Regions from separate parts of the Zea mays genome. Here region 2 is linked to region 1. Evidence: chromatin contacts called from public Hi-C data. All regions are on one chromosome and are shown on one strand. Each heading gives the region's core, a stretch centred on a gene start, on an enhancer-like site or on the middle of the called end of the contact. The rest is flanking DNA. Distances are from core to core; before and after follow the strand shown. Region 1 holds the start of LOC100272741 (Cation/calcium exchanger 5). Region 2 holds the start of LOC100275856.

What was found. Hi-C and Micro-C count contacts between places; a contact is called where the count stands out from the background.
Region 2: a Hi-C map of tassel shows a contact between it and region 1, with 2.4 times the contacts expected there. The contact joins the promoter of LOC100275856 here to the promoter of LOC100272741 in region 1. A contact is called at or near these places in 2 of 25 Hi-C or Micro-C datasets (ear and tassel).

Annotation. Positions count from the first base shown.
Region 1 is chr10:4,218,201-4,224,463 of Zm-B73-REFERENCE-NAM-5.0, reverse strand. LOC100272741 (Cation/calcium exchanger 5) reads left to right here and starts at 3,657. Exons shown (of 2, transcript NM_001147194.1): 1 at 3,657-4,493. The coding sequence starts at 3,774. It overlaps LOC100383586 (putative DUF231 domain containing family protein), which reads right to left and starts at 1,169. Exons shown (of 4, transcript NM_001176234.1): 1 at 464-1,169. The coding sequence starts at 960.
Region 2 is chr10:5,025,435-5,031,697 of Zm-B73-REFERENCE-NAM-5.0, reverse strand. LOC100275856 reads right to left here and starts at 3,097. Exons shown (of 1, transcript NM_001371519.1): 1 at 2,505-3,097. The coding sequence starts at 3,065. The coding sequence ends at 2,637. It overlaps LOC100127514 (ZCN3 protein), which reads left to right. Exons shown (of 4, transcript NM_001112771.1): 4 at 1-278. The coding sequence ends at 74.

The DNA.
Region 1 (6,263 bases), core at 2,408-4,907:
GCATGGCACGCTGGGTAGCAAGATTGGAAACCCGACGCCTAGGAGTCCCAACGCGAGGTGGTGGTCTAGACTAGAGCGTCCTAATCATCTAATTTAAGTTCCACAACGCGCATTAAAGCACAAAGCGTCATTGTCTAGGACTTGTTTCTTAGACGTCGAAAAAGTCTGGAGCAGTAGTGTCAAATTTAGACCAGTCCAAGATCGAACAAACACAGCTCGGGACGTTGGAAGTCGGAAGTAGCAGCGCCAAATCTAGACCGGTTCGAGATTCAACCAACCGACCAAAAATTAAAAAAAATGCACGGAGATAGATAGATAGTAGTACGCCCGCGCACGCTTCTTTCGCTCTGACAAGGTTAGCAAACCAGAAATCTCCAGATCCTGGAGATGGCGGGGCACGGGACGGCTGAGGTGAGGTGAGGAGAGGAAGGCAGCAGGGGAGAATCGAAGCGAGGAAACGAACCGGGGGAGATGGCAGCGCGACGGCTGCCAGCGCCACTTGGTGTAGGACGCGTCGGGTCGGCCGTTCTCGGCGCAGCGGAAGCCGACGTCGAGGAACGGGCAGTCGCTGGAGTGGTAGAGCGGGTACCCGCCGCCGGCGCCGGCGCCGGCCCAGACCCACTCCCCGTCGAACAGGTCGCACTCCTCCTCCTCCTCGTCGTCGGCGGCGGCGGCGGCCTCACCGCCGCCACCACTCCCCGCCGCCGCAGCACGAGGCGCGGAGACGGGCCGGTGGTCCGCGTCCGCGTCCGCCGATGCCGCGATGGAGACCCCGCCGGCCCACAGCCTCCCGTGCGCGGCCACCAGCGCGGCGGCCGAGCAGCGGAGCGAGGCGGCGCCGAGGAGGAGGAGCAGCAGCAGCAGCAGCGCCGCGGCGGCCAGCCACGCCAGCTCGGCCTTCTCCAGCCGCCGCTTGGCCGCCCGCCGCAGCAGGCGCTTCACGGGCGAGCCCAGCAGCATTGCCGCCGCCTGCCTGCCTGCCTGGCTCCGGGGACGAAGCGGCCGGTAACTGAAATCCCGCGGGAGCGCCCGTGGCAGGAGGCGCGTCGGCAACTGGCGTGCCGTGCCCACTGGGTGGTCCGAGGAGACGAGACGATAGGAGAGCGGTGCGGGACCGTGTTGCAAACTTGCAATGACCGGGACCGGGACCGGGACCTGCCGGTACGGACTGCTGCGGGGAAGTAGACGGTGGCCGCCAGGATTTATGATTGGAAGAAGTGGGGCAAGCGAAACGGTTGCTGACTTGCTGCTTCGCTTCCTTCGGTAATAGTTGCTCGAATATTTGTATAGTTTAATTTATTTAAATAACATATTTATTTAGACATGGTTATGTTTTTATTTTTCAATTAACAGCATATACATGTCTGTAATATCGTAAATATTTGTCGTTTACTAGTTTATTTTTTAACGAAACGGTGACAAATAAAAAAGAACAAAAAGAGTATGGCAGAAATAGACATGTGTCTCGGTGATTAAGGGGTTCGGCTGCAATCTTAGCGACGTGAGTTCAATTTCTAGTTCTACGCACGATAAAACTCACACTTAAATATAGTAGAGAACGAGATGTATAAAATTTAAACAACGACAAGGGTGTGTTTCAGTCGGTGGTGACTTGTGAGATACTACATCACCAATGCAAGTTCGATTAGTTAGTTAGTTAGTTAGTTAGTTATATGAGTTATGTGGTTTGGGGGGAGGCAAGTAACGAATGACGAACTGGGAAGATGATTGCGCGATAACAAAGAAGCAAAAAAACGGGTGCAAGGCAAGAAAGGAATGATGAGAAGGTTAGGATCGGATCGAGTAGTACGCAAGCCAAGCAAAGCAAAGCAAAGCAAACCACCGACCCGATCGCGCGCTGCTGCCACGACGATGCCGTCTCGTCCAGGCGTACGCTGGCGCCTCATGCGCCACTGATGGCGACGGCCGGAATGTGATCGGAGATCCCCTGGGATCCCTGCTCAAGTGCTCAGTGCTGCACCGCCGTTGCTGAGCCACGGTGGTCGTCGTGGTTTATTAGTGGTGGTGCCTGCACTTACCAGTTGCCTTTCCGTTGCGAGTGGGGATGGACAACGACCCTTTCTCTTTCTTTTCGCCATCGGCAGTGGGTATGGCCGTGTGGGTGGGCTATGAATGCGGCCGTGCCGGCAATGCGAGGCCAGTCGTCTCATTTTTCATTCTCTTCCAAAAAGAGCACTCCAACGAAGAAACGAAACGAGAAAAAAAAGGAAAGTACTCTACTACTCATTGTGGTTCTATTTGCCTTTGTTTTAGGCCCTTAGTCTCTAAATTATCAAACGGTAGAACTAAAATAGAGACTAATCTATTTTAGTCTATACTCTCTAGTCCCCTAAGTGGTGACTAAAATGGACTAAATCATATAAATCCTACCTTTTACCCCTCCTTTATTTCAGTTTCACTAATAGCGAGAAAATGCTTAAGAGTATTTTGGTCCTCTTATAATTTATTTAATACGTTTTGAATATTTTTAGTCTCTATAACCAAACAGGATATGGACTAAACTTTAGTCTTCAAACTAAACTTTAGTATCTGAACTAAAATAACCAAACGGGCCCTTAGTCTCTTTTAGTCCCTAATTTACTAAACACAAGGACTTAAGGTCCCTCAAGTAGTGGCTAAAGAGGACTAAGGGTCCATTTAGTTCCTTTAGTCGAGGGACTAAAATTTAGTTAGGAGACTAAGTTTAGTCACTACCCTGTTTGTTTCTGTAGACTAAAAGTACTCAAAACGCATTAAATAAATCATAAGATGACTAAAATATCACTTAGCATTTTTTCGCCATTAGAATAATTGAAATAAAGAATGAACAAAAAATATGGTTTAGTCTATTTTAATCACCTATCGAGGGACTAGAGACTAAAACAGTTTAGTCTTTGTTTTAGTCACACTATTTGGTAATTTAGGAACTAAACGAGACTAAAATGGAGGGAATCATTTTTAGTCTACTATTTGTTATTTTAGGAACTAAATGAGACTAAAATGAAGGATTTAATCCCTTAAACCAAACTAGACCTAAACTAGACTTTTTTTTCCTTTGCTATCCTTATCCTTGCCTCACGTCCGCTGCTTCAGTTGGCAGGATGCTGCGATATATTATAGGGCTATTCGAGTCTTTAGGCACTACATTTAATATTTAGTCCTGATAACCAAAACAGATAGAGACTAAAGTTTAGTCCTATAACTAATTAGAATCAAACAGAACCTTAGTGTTTGGGGTAACTATAATCCTAACCGGATGATATACATCTAGGAATGATAATGGATCATGATCTAAATTTACATAAAACTGCACAAACAAACTCGCTCTTTTGTTGAGATAAAACGTAAAAAAGGAAACATCATATCTAAAATAATGACAGGACCAAGACGTCATTGTTGTTATACTACCAGAGAAATAGGCAAAGTGGCCCGATCCAACGGCCTCGGGACGCCATTACCTTCCGGCCCAAACGGGCCCAAGGTGCAACCAGACCAGCCGCTCCTGGGCCAGACGGTTCCAGCTTCCGTCAAACTAAAAAGGGCCCCACATACCTTAATTGCGCTAGGACCTGCGCGGGACCCGCCGCCGCCGCCGAGGTCGGCAGGCGTCCACTCCGCCCGCCCGTGGGCTGCGTGTGTCCTATCGGCGTCCGTGCCGCTCCCACTCATCACTCTGGCTGCCCGCTAGCTGGCTGCCATCCCTCACCGTCCCTCCCCCCTCCCTCCGCCAGATTCCCTCTCCTCGCGCGCGGCATTCCGGAACGGCGCATGGCATGGCCACCCCGGGGGCCACCTGCGCCATCTCCTCCGCGCTGGCCCGCCCGCCGGCGCTCCTCGACTACGCCGCCATCCACGCGTGCCTGCTCCGCGGCGACGCGCGGCGCTCCCTCCCGCTCCTCGCGCTGCTCCTCCTCCTCCACTTCCGCCTCCTCGCCGCCGCGGCCTCGGCGCGCTTCACCCCGGCGGTGTCCCGCCTCGCCGCGCGCCTGCGGCTGTCGCCGTCGATGGCAGCCGTCACGCTTCTCGCTCTCGGCAACGGCGCGCCCGACGCGTTCGCGTCCGCCGCGGCGCTCGGGGGGCCCCGGGGCATGCCCAGGGCCGGGCTCGCCGCCGTGCTCTCCGCGGGCGCCTTCGTCTCCGCTTTCGTCGTCGGGGCCGTCGCGCTCGTCGCCGCACCCTTCGCCGTCCCGCCGCCGTCGTTCGCGCGCGACGTCTTCTTCTACCTCCTCGCCGCGTCCGCGCTGTTCTACGTCTACCTCAGCGCCGAGATCTTCCTCTGGCAGGCCGTCGGGTTCGTGCTCTTCTATGCCTTCTTCGTGGGGCTAGTCTTCTACATGGATTTGGGGAGCGCGGACGGGAAGAAGGCGGTCAGCGCCGCGGCAGCTGACCTGGAGATGGTGAGTGGCAGTGACCGTGTGGCGGTGGACCTGCCGATCACAGTGGAGGATCACAGGCAACAACGACGACCCGCTTGGTGTGCGTTGCTCTGGAAGGTATGCATTCAACAACTCAAATTGTTAATGGCCAATGTGCTAGTACTTGACGGAGACATCAATCCTAGTCTGTTTGATGGTGTCTGCAGAATCAACACTCTCGCCTGAAAATGCTGAATGTTATGGGTTTTTTAATCGGCAAATCTCATACTTTCGTTGACTTTGGCCCCCTTTTGCTGGACTACGTTTGACTTTGGGTTTTAACATTACTGTCTGGATTCAAATGTGAAACAGATGATCAAACAGATAACCCTTAGGCGTTTGTTTCGTTGCAATTGAATTCCATTCTAATAATTATAATTTAGACATAAACTACTTAAGTTAATATATTTGTATATTATCCTAAATTATATGAGAGAGATAATTATACATTACACTTATGCTATAGACAAGTAAGTAGAAGAGTGTGCTATAAGTTGTATATTAGAAAATTAGCATGTAAATCTATACAATCAATTTCTATCTGTCACCCCATGAATTTAAGATAGGCTTATGTATAAACTTTGGAAAGTGGTGGAACGTCTCATTCTTAAAAAAATAGGCTACTCAATTAGTTAGATTCCAATTCCTCAAAATAAAGGGAAACAAACGGGGGTTTAGGAAATATTTAAGAAAAAGAATTCAGAAGTCTGTAACAGTTTCTGACTTTATAATTTATAGATTGTTATGTTAACCCCTGAGATAAGCAATCGTTGATTGTTTAGTCATAAGTCCACAGCAAACTCAGTAATGTTGTCTTCAACAGCCTTTCTATCACATATTATACCTTACCTCATATTTCAAACTCTACTCTGAAAACAATGTAATATACATTACAAAACAATATTTTGCACGACCATATGTACGGTCTGTTGGAGACAGCCTAGGGCTGCTGAACTAACCGGAATAAGGATAGTGACTCAACTCTCTTAGGATCCAATACATGTTCTTACAAGTTACAAACCTAGTAAGCCAAGCACCCACCTGATCAATCAAGCTTACGGGTGCACTAACATTGCCAATATCAGCTATAACACAAACAAGCGAATGCCCAAACATCCTTGCTGATATTTTGGATATTTGCTAGCAGCTAGCTCATAGTGCTTTATAAACATACGAGCGATTTTCCAACCCTCGCATGTTAGATTAGATGTTCGGTTTTAGTATGTTTCAGAATTGAGTTGTCTATTGTGTGCTCCTCCCTTTTGTTCTTATTTTTAAACGAATGTCGCAGGAGAGCTGCCAGTTGTATTAAAAAGATGGGTAGCCCAGATGGGCAAAGATCTGTACAAGGCCTCTTGCAGAAAAAACTTCTATGAGTGAGCCGAAACAATGAACTCAACAAAACTAGGGTGCTTAGACAGAGGTCAAGCTTAGAAGCATAAAAGCGACTAGTGATTGTCAGTTGTCACCTGCTTGGACTGGAGAGGGGTCGACCGTGGTTAACTTAACTCTACCCGAGAGGGGGCGGGAGGAGGGGGGGTGGCGGCTACGATAAGAGAGAAGACAGTGGTGTGTTGCATGTCTGAACAGTAAGGGAAATGAGGGGCAAGAATGCAGAGGCGAATTACCCAAATTATGCTCAATTTCTCATTCATAAACTCCTCTATTTATTCTTTATAGATGGGAGAATCCAATCCAATTAAACTCAAATTTACTAAACCTAAATCTTGACACAGGGCCCAAGTTTTTGTTATTGCAAATGGCAAGAGCTCTTCCTTTCAATTAAGAAAAGAATTTTAAGTACAGGGTGGGCAATGGCCCAACCGCCCAACAGAAAGCCAGCTCCAA
Region 2 (6,263 bases), core at 1,848-4,347, 810 kb before region 1:
AAAATGACCTTGGCCTCCCTGTAGCTGCCGTCTACTTCAATGCACAGAGAGAAACTGCTGCTAGGAGACGCTGAAAATCCCAGCTCTTATTGCCTACCTGACGATAATAAGGGCCTTCTGATCTTCTTTCTAGGAAGTCGATGAACTTATTCTACATTAAATTCTCCTGAGCACTACCTTATAAATAAACCAGATGTATTTTGCGGATTGTGTTAGTACTAGAATGTTTTGTAAGTAGGAAGAATGAGAACTATGAATGATCCATGCTTGTGGTACAATTTCATGTGTAAGACCTCTATCACTGAAAGCCAGAAATCAGGGTTGGGGGACATCCCTCAGGCTTTGTTTGGGTACTTTCATTTACACATCAATCCATCTCAATACATGTGGATTAAAATGAATACTAAAGTATTCAAACAAGGCCTCACAACAGGATGTAGAATAAGTTCAGGTAGTAAATACTTTAGAACCTGATATAAGAATTTTAGAACTATTAAGAAATTATCACATAATTGATATAGACATACAAAAATATGCGAAAAAAATGTCCGCCCAATTTGAAGATTAACACCCAGCATAAAATAACTGTTCACATTTTAGACTTCTAACTTATCTTACGAATTCACAAATGTATGGTGCAAACTTTCAAACAATCGGTATTCATGTCTCTCCTGATGAAAGTATGTTCAACAGGTAAAATGTTTTATATTTTCATATATGATAACGAAAGCAAACCAACCAGAGCCTCATTTGGCAGTATGATTGGACTGCTCCTCAGTAACCATTGACATTTCCTCGAACACGCACCCATTGACATTGAGTGGCCACAGCTGCAAGATGACAAAGGAAGCACTAGATACAATTAGGACGAAATCTTATCATAGGTGACAACTGACAACGAGTATCAGTCAAAGATAAAAGTTACACTACATATCATCACACTTCTATATATTTTTTATTACGAAATGCTTTAAATAATATGTTTTATGAAGTCCATCATTTTATAATGACAGTTTGAATGATGCAAGAAAATTCTCTTCCCAAGATAGCCAGATAGGCCATATCATACAGGTCTGTTTCCTTTCCATTCCTTTTTCCCTTTGCTGTGATTACTGCAGGAATGTCACACAGCTATATATCATAACCATGGTAGGCAATTTTGTCCTTTCTGAAGTCTAGGTCCATTGCAGATTTCAACGATAATAGACAACTTTGTCTTTGTGAACCCTATAGGTTCCTTCTATAGTTCTAGATTGTCAACCTTCGGTTGCTTGGTTTTGCTCAAGGAAACGTAGAACATACACATCTGATTCAGCCCACTTTTATCACGGATAAAACAACTCAACTTTTTTATTGCGCGAGGTAAATCAATAATCCACTCAACTTGAGTAAATCAACGGTAGGTGCTTTGAAGAGATGTTATCAAATACGTCACGGAAATATCAGATATCTACCGGATTATTAGGAGATAATCAATGCAAAACTAGCAGGTGTGGCCACGGGAGACAAGGATATGGCCGAGGGGTGGACCCAGTAAAGGGAGATGGAGATGCGTATCTACAGTTCTACACCCGATTTTTTTGATTTTTTTTTTTTTGCCAAAAAGGCTTGAAGTATTAGTAGCCTAGTAGGCATCATTGCATCAAATAGCAAAACAAGGTTAGGGTTTGGATGCTCGGTTTCACACAACAGGAAGGGGAGACGTGGGTGGGAATACCTGCTGGTGGGTGCTCGTCGCCGACAGAGAGACCGAAGAATGCCTCGGCACCTAGCACGGGGACGGCGGAGTCGTCGCTCGTCAGAGACAGATCGAACGCGGCCACGCGGGTTGCGGGGTGAACCGTGGACGGAACTCGGAAGGGAGACCATGCAGCGGACGGGCCGTAGCCCAGTCCATGTTCTCCGGCGGCCCAGGAGAGCGCAACCGCACCGGGCCTTCTTTTCTTGGCACGTACGGATTTTCATTTGCAAATCATTTTTTCTATCTTTCTTTCTTTCTCTCATTTTTATCTTTTAGTTACTAGTAAAGTAAAATATGATAATTGTGTTGCAACTGGAGAAAAACTATTATACAACGTTTAAAAACACATAAATATCTAAACTTAAATATATCATAACTTCCATCTGCAAAGAATTCTCAACGTAAAAGAGACAAAGACATCTTTGAATAAGGGCTAGCTTGGGAACCTCTGTGAAAATAAGGTTCTCAAGCTAGCTCTAATAAGATGTTTATGATATGGGAAGATTTTCAATATTATATATAGCTTAGGTGTTGTTTGGTTTAACGTAAATGATAATGGTAATGGTTGACACTCGAGTGATAGCGGTTATAAGTTTAAATAGACTGATATCAGTTTTTAGCCTTGAATCTCATTATTGTTATGCTTAAATAAACATGATTTAACGTTACCAGTTACAATTATATGCTGCACCTTAAATGCTTAATATATAGCTAGCTGTTACACGCAATATTTCGTTGGCGATGATGCAAGGAGACGGCGAGATGACTACTGAACCAGTCAGTGCGATTTGAGCAAAAAAATTTTAAAAAAAAACTATATCAAATGAAAATTACACATAGAGTTTAGTGTGTATAGGCTGTTTCCCGATCCATCGACGTCTCTCTCACAACTCGGTCAGTACCTCTGGAAGTAGCTCCCCATGGCTTCGAAGCCCCTGCTCGAGAAGCAAAGCCTCGCCGAAGAACTCCCAGCGGACCGTCCAAGGAAAAGGAACCTCCTGCTGCTGCGTGGCGTGAAGAGCCTCCTGGAGCTGGAGCTGTAGTGACCGAAGAAGGGGGACGACGACAGCCTGCCGCTCGTCGCCACCACCGGCACCGCGTTGCTCACCGACCGCAGCGGCAGCAGGCAGTTAGCCAGCAGGGCGTGCCCCGCGTCGGCGTCGGCGTCGGCACCGGCAGCAGGACTACTACGGCGGCCGCCGCCGCCGCGGCGGTGGTCGTGGTCGCGGCCGTCCAGGAGTGCGATGTCGAGCTCGAACAGCTCGTCCTCGTCGACGACAACGTGGGCGATGGTGGTGACGGCGGCGGCAGCCTTCGCTGCCATGCCTGCCGCGGCCAAAAGCTGGTTTAGTAACCTAGCTCGATCGATGAAGGTATGTATTGGTAATATATATATGCATATATGATGATGCTTGCCTTGCATTGCTTGCAGGTACGTGTGAGATGATATGAGTGGGTGGGTGAGTTTGTTCTACTGTCTTTGGTAGAGATGGTTGGAAAGTGCCGCGTTTGCATGCTGACCCGGTAGAGTAGCTAGCTAGGTTACCTACTTCCAAAATGTTAGCAGTGTGCTGTTTTCTACCAATTGCTAGCTCTATGTTGAAACTCACAGGTTTAGGCTATACACAATGACTTGTAATCCAAGCAGGGTTTCATCACACGCCGACATGCATGATCAAACAATCGTCCCTAGCATGAGTTGCTGAAGAATCGACTCAAGACGTCTCCTCATGCATATGACCACTGTCTATATTACGTTTTTCTTTTCCGCGTATTATAACAAACTGAGTGTAAATTGATTCTTAAAGACACTAAATTAGCATCATCCAAGGTAATTTACAAATTTTTTGTTTCCAAATTTGAAAACTTCAAACATATTTTTATGACAAGATGATTTCAAATCAAAAGCTTATCAACTTCAAAGTTTCGTAACTTTTTAAAATGTACAACTCAATTTTGGTGATATTTCCATCTGAGCAGGTTTGAAAATTTCGGTTTTTAAATGGGCCGTGAAGGTTGAAGCTAGTGACGTGTTTATATATACATGTCACCAATATATATGTATTAGCGACTTTGATTTAAATACATGAAATTGAATAGATTAGAGTAGAAAAGATGTCTGAAGTCAGTGATGTGGTTATATATACACGTCATTAATGTATTTATAATAGCGGTTGTCGGTACCCTGGAACAGGGGTACCCCTTACTATAGTAAGGAGGCGCGGTTCACCCCTCCACGGGGGCAATCTCCGAGGCCACCAGGATTCGGACCCCCGTGAGATAATGCCGGACCCCAACACACCTAATTGGGATCTCAGTGTTCCCCTAAGACGGAACCCGGACCCCTCTAGGTGAGGTCCGGACCGTCCACAACGAGATCTCGGGACGAGGAATACCCTGGCTTAAGTCAGGGGCGTACAGGGGTCCGGCACAGACACTTGTCGGGATCTTGCCAGGCGCGCCTACTCTCCCCGCCTGGGCGGAAACCCGATGCTGCCACGTGGCCTGCGGCCCGTGACGGAAGCCGGAGAGCAAGGCCTGACGTAAGGTTTCGGGGCCATGCGATCTCTGCATTTATTGCGGGAGATCGCACGCCGCCTGGCCGCCCTGCTCATAGGCGAAGTGCCGACTCGGCATTTAATGTGCCCCGTCCACTCTGATGGCAGGCATCGACCAGACCGGGCGGCATACCTGTCCAATCAAAGCAGCAGGCAGTACGCCCACACCGCTGCATGCGTGCAGTGGTCATCATAACTTGGTCGATACCGAGGAACCTTTGGCAGCACGCCAATTCTACTTAGGCAGTGGATGTCAGGGCACAGTGAGATAGCGCAAGGTGACCAACACTAATTGCTCCGGGTATTCCACCCTTATGTCTCTGGGCCCGCATGTCGGGGTTCAGGGTCTCTTTGTACATGTCCCCCTTCGGCTATAAAAGGGGAGGCATGCGACGTTACACACACGCAATCTTAGACTCGCTAGCTCATACAAGCTCTCAAGCAATACAACTCACAGTGGAGTAGGGTATTACGCTCCGGCGGCCCGAACCACTCTAAACCCTTGTGTGTTCTTGAGTTCTTCCCCTTCACTCCAACGATCAAGCGAAACGCCTAAGCCCCTCCTCATCTTAGGATTTAGGGCGGGTGTACTCCACCACTCGGTTGGAGATTTCCTCTCTGACAGCGGTCTTGATTTAAATATGTGTCACTAAAGAAAACACAGTAGAGACAAAATGTTTCTCTAGAGGTGTACGGTAGCTATATAGGCTGAGGCTACCAACGAATATTGTTTCATGCGCCAGGCGCCCAGGCCAGGGGCGGAACTAGACAAAAATTTGAGTGGGACCTATTTTTGAGTGGGGTCTAAATGAATAATTAATTACAAAATAAGACTAGTGATTATAGTAAATAAGGTAAAACTTACACTAAATCAACAAAATTGAGTGGGGGCCTGTGCCCTCACTCCTCTAAGTCCTCTTAACGTCGGTATGCCCATGGCAGCCTCTCTCTATTTATATACGCGGTGTAAAATAGATGTCATGTCACACCTGGTTTTAAAAGGTAAACCGAATGCGAACCAATTATCTGACATGATTAGAAATTCACGTACACATCGATTACATAACTATACATAATCACACAGTGTTCAAATAATAGCGTAAAGAAGTATTACTTTAATTTATTACATCATGATGTCCGAAACCAGTGGCGGAGGACGCACAAAAATTTAGGCATGGCTAGAATATGTCACAAGCCTTGCCACACCACTCATCAGAATATACCCATAAACCATCACTGCCCAAAAAACCAGGACCGTTGTGTTGAGACATTCTTGATCGATATTGCACTGAACAGCTTGCGCGAAGCAGGTAACGATGGCATTTGACGCCACGACATTCTAAATGCCATTTGATCGAACACCCTCTGAGCATCACACACGTGCACGCGCATGCTAGCAGGATGGTTCTGGTGCACAGGTTCCCTCTGGTGATTGTGTCGGCGACCTCCTGGCATGGAGCATCCGACGAAGATCATGGAGTTCCCGTCGACTATGTTGCAGAAGGGCACACACAAGCGGTTGAGATCCCAGACGTGGGCGGCGGCATCCAGTGGCGGTGACGCCGTGGCCTGGTCCTATCGCGCGGAACTGCGGACCACAAAGTGAAGGTCGTTTGTCTGCTGGCTACGCTCAACAGACTACGGTCGATGGGACACGTCAGGGGTCAACGTGTCGCTCAGGACGTTCGGACGGAACGGAGGCACGCCGCAAACATGGTGTTGCAGAGCTGAACAACCGAGGGGCGGCAAAAGAAGCAGAGAGTCGTCCAGACGATTAAGCAGATGCGGCGGAGATGGGACTTCCGAATCCAAGGTATGGCGAAAGCCATACTTGGCCATACCGAAAGCTCCACCACTGTTTGAAACATCTATATAGTCATTAATAACTTAAATAGAAATCAAAGTGTTAAACGAAACATAGTAAGATAAGGCCTTCACATGCAACTGATTGAGGGTTTAGCGCT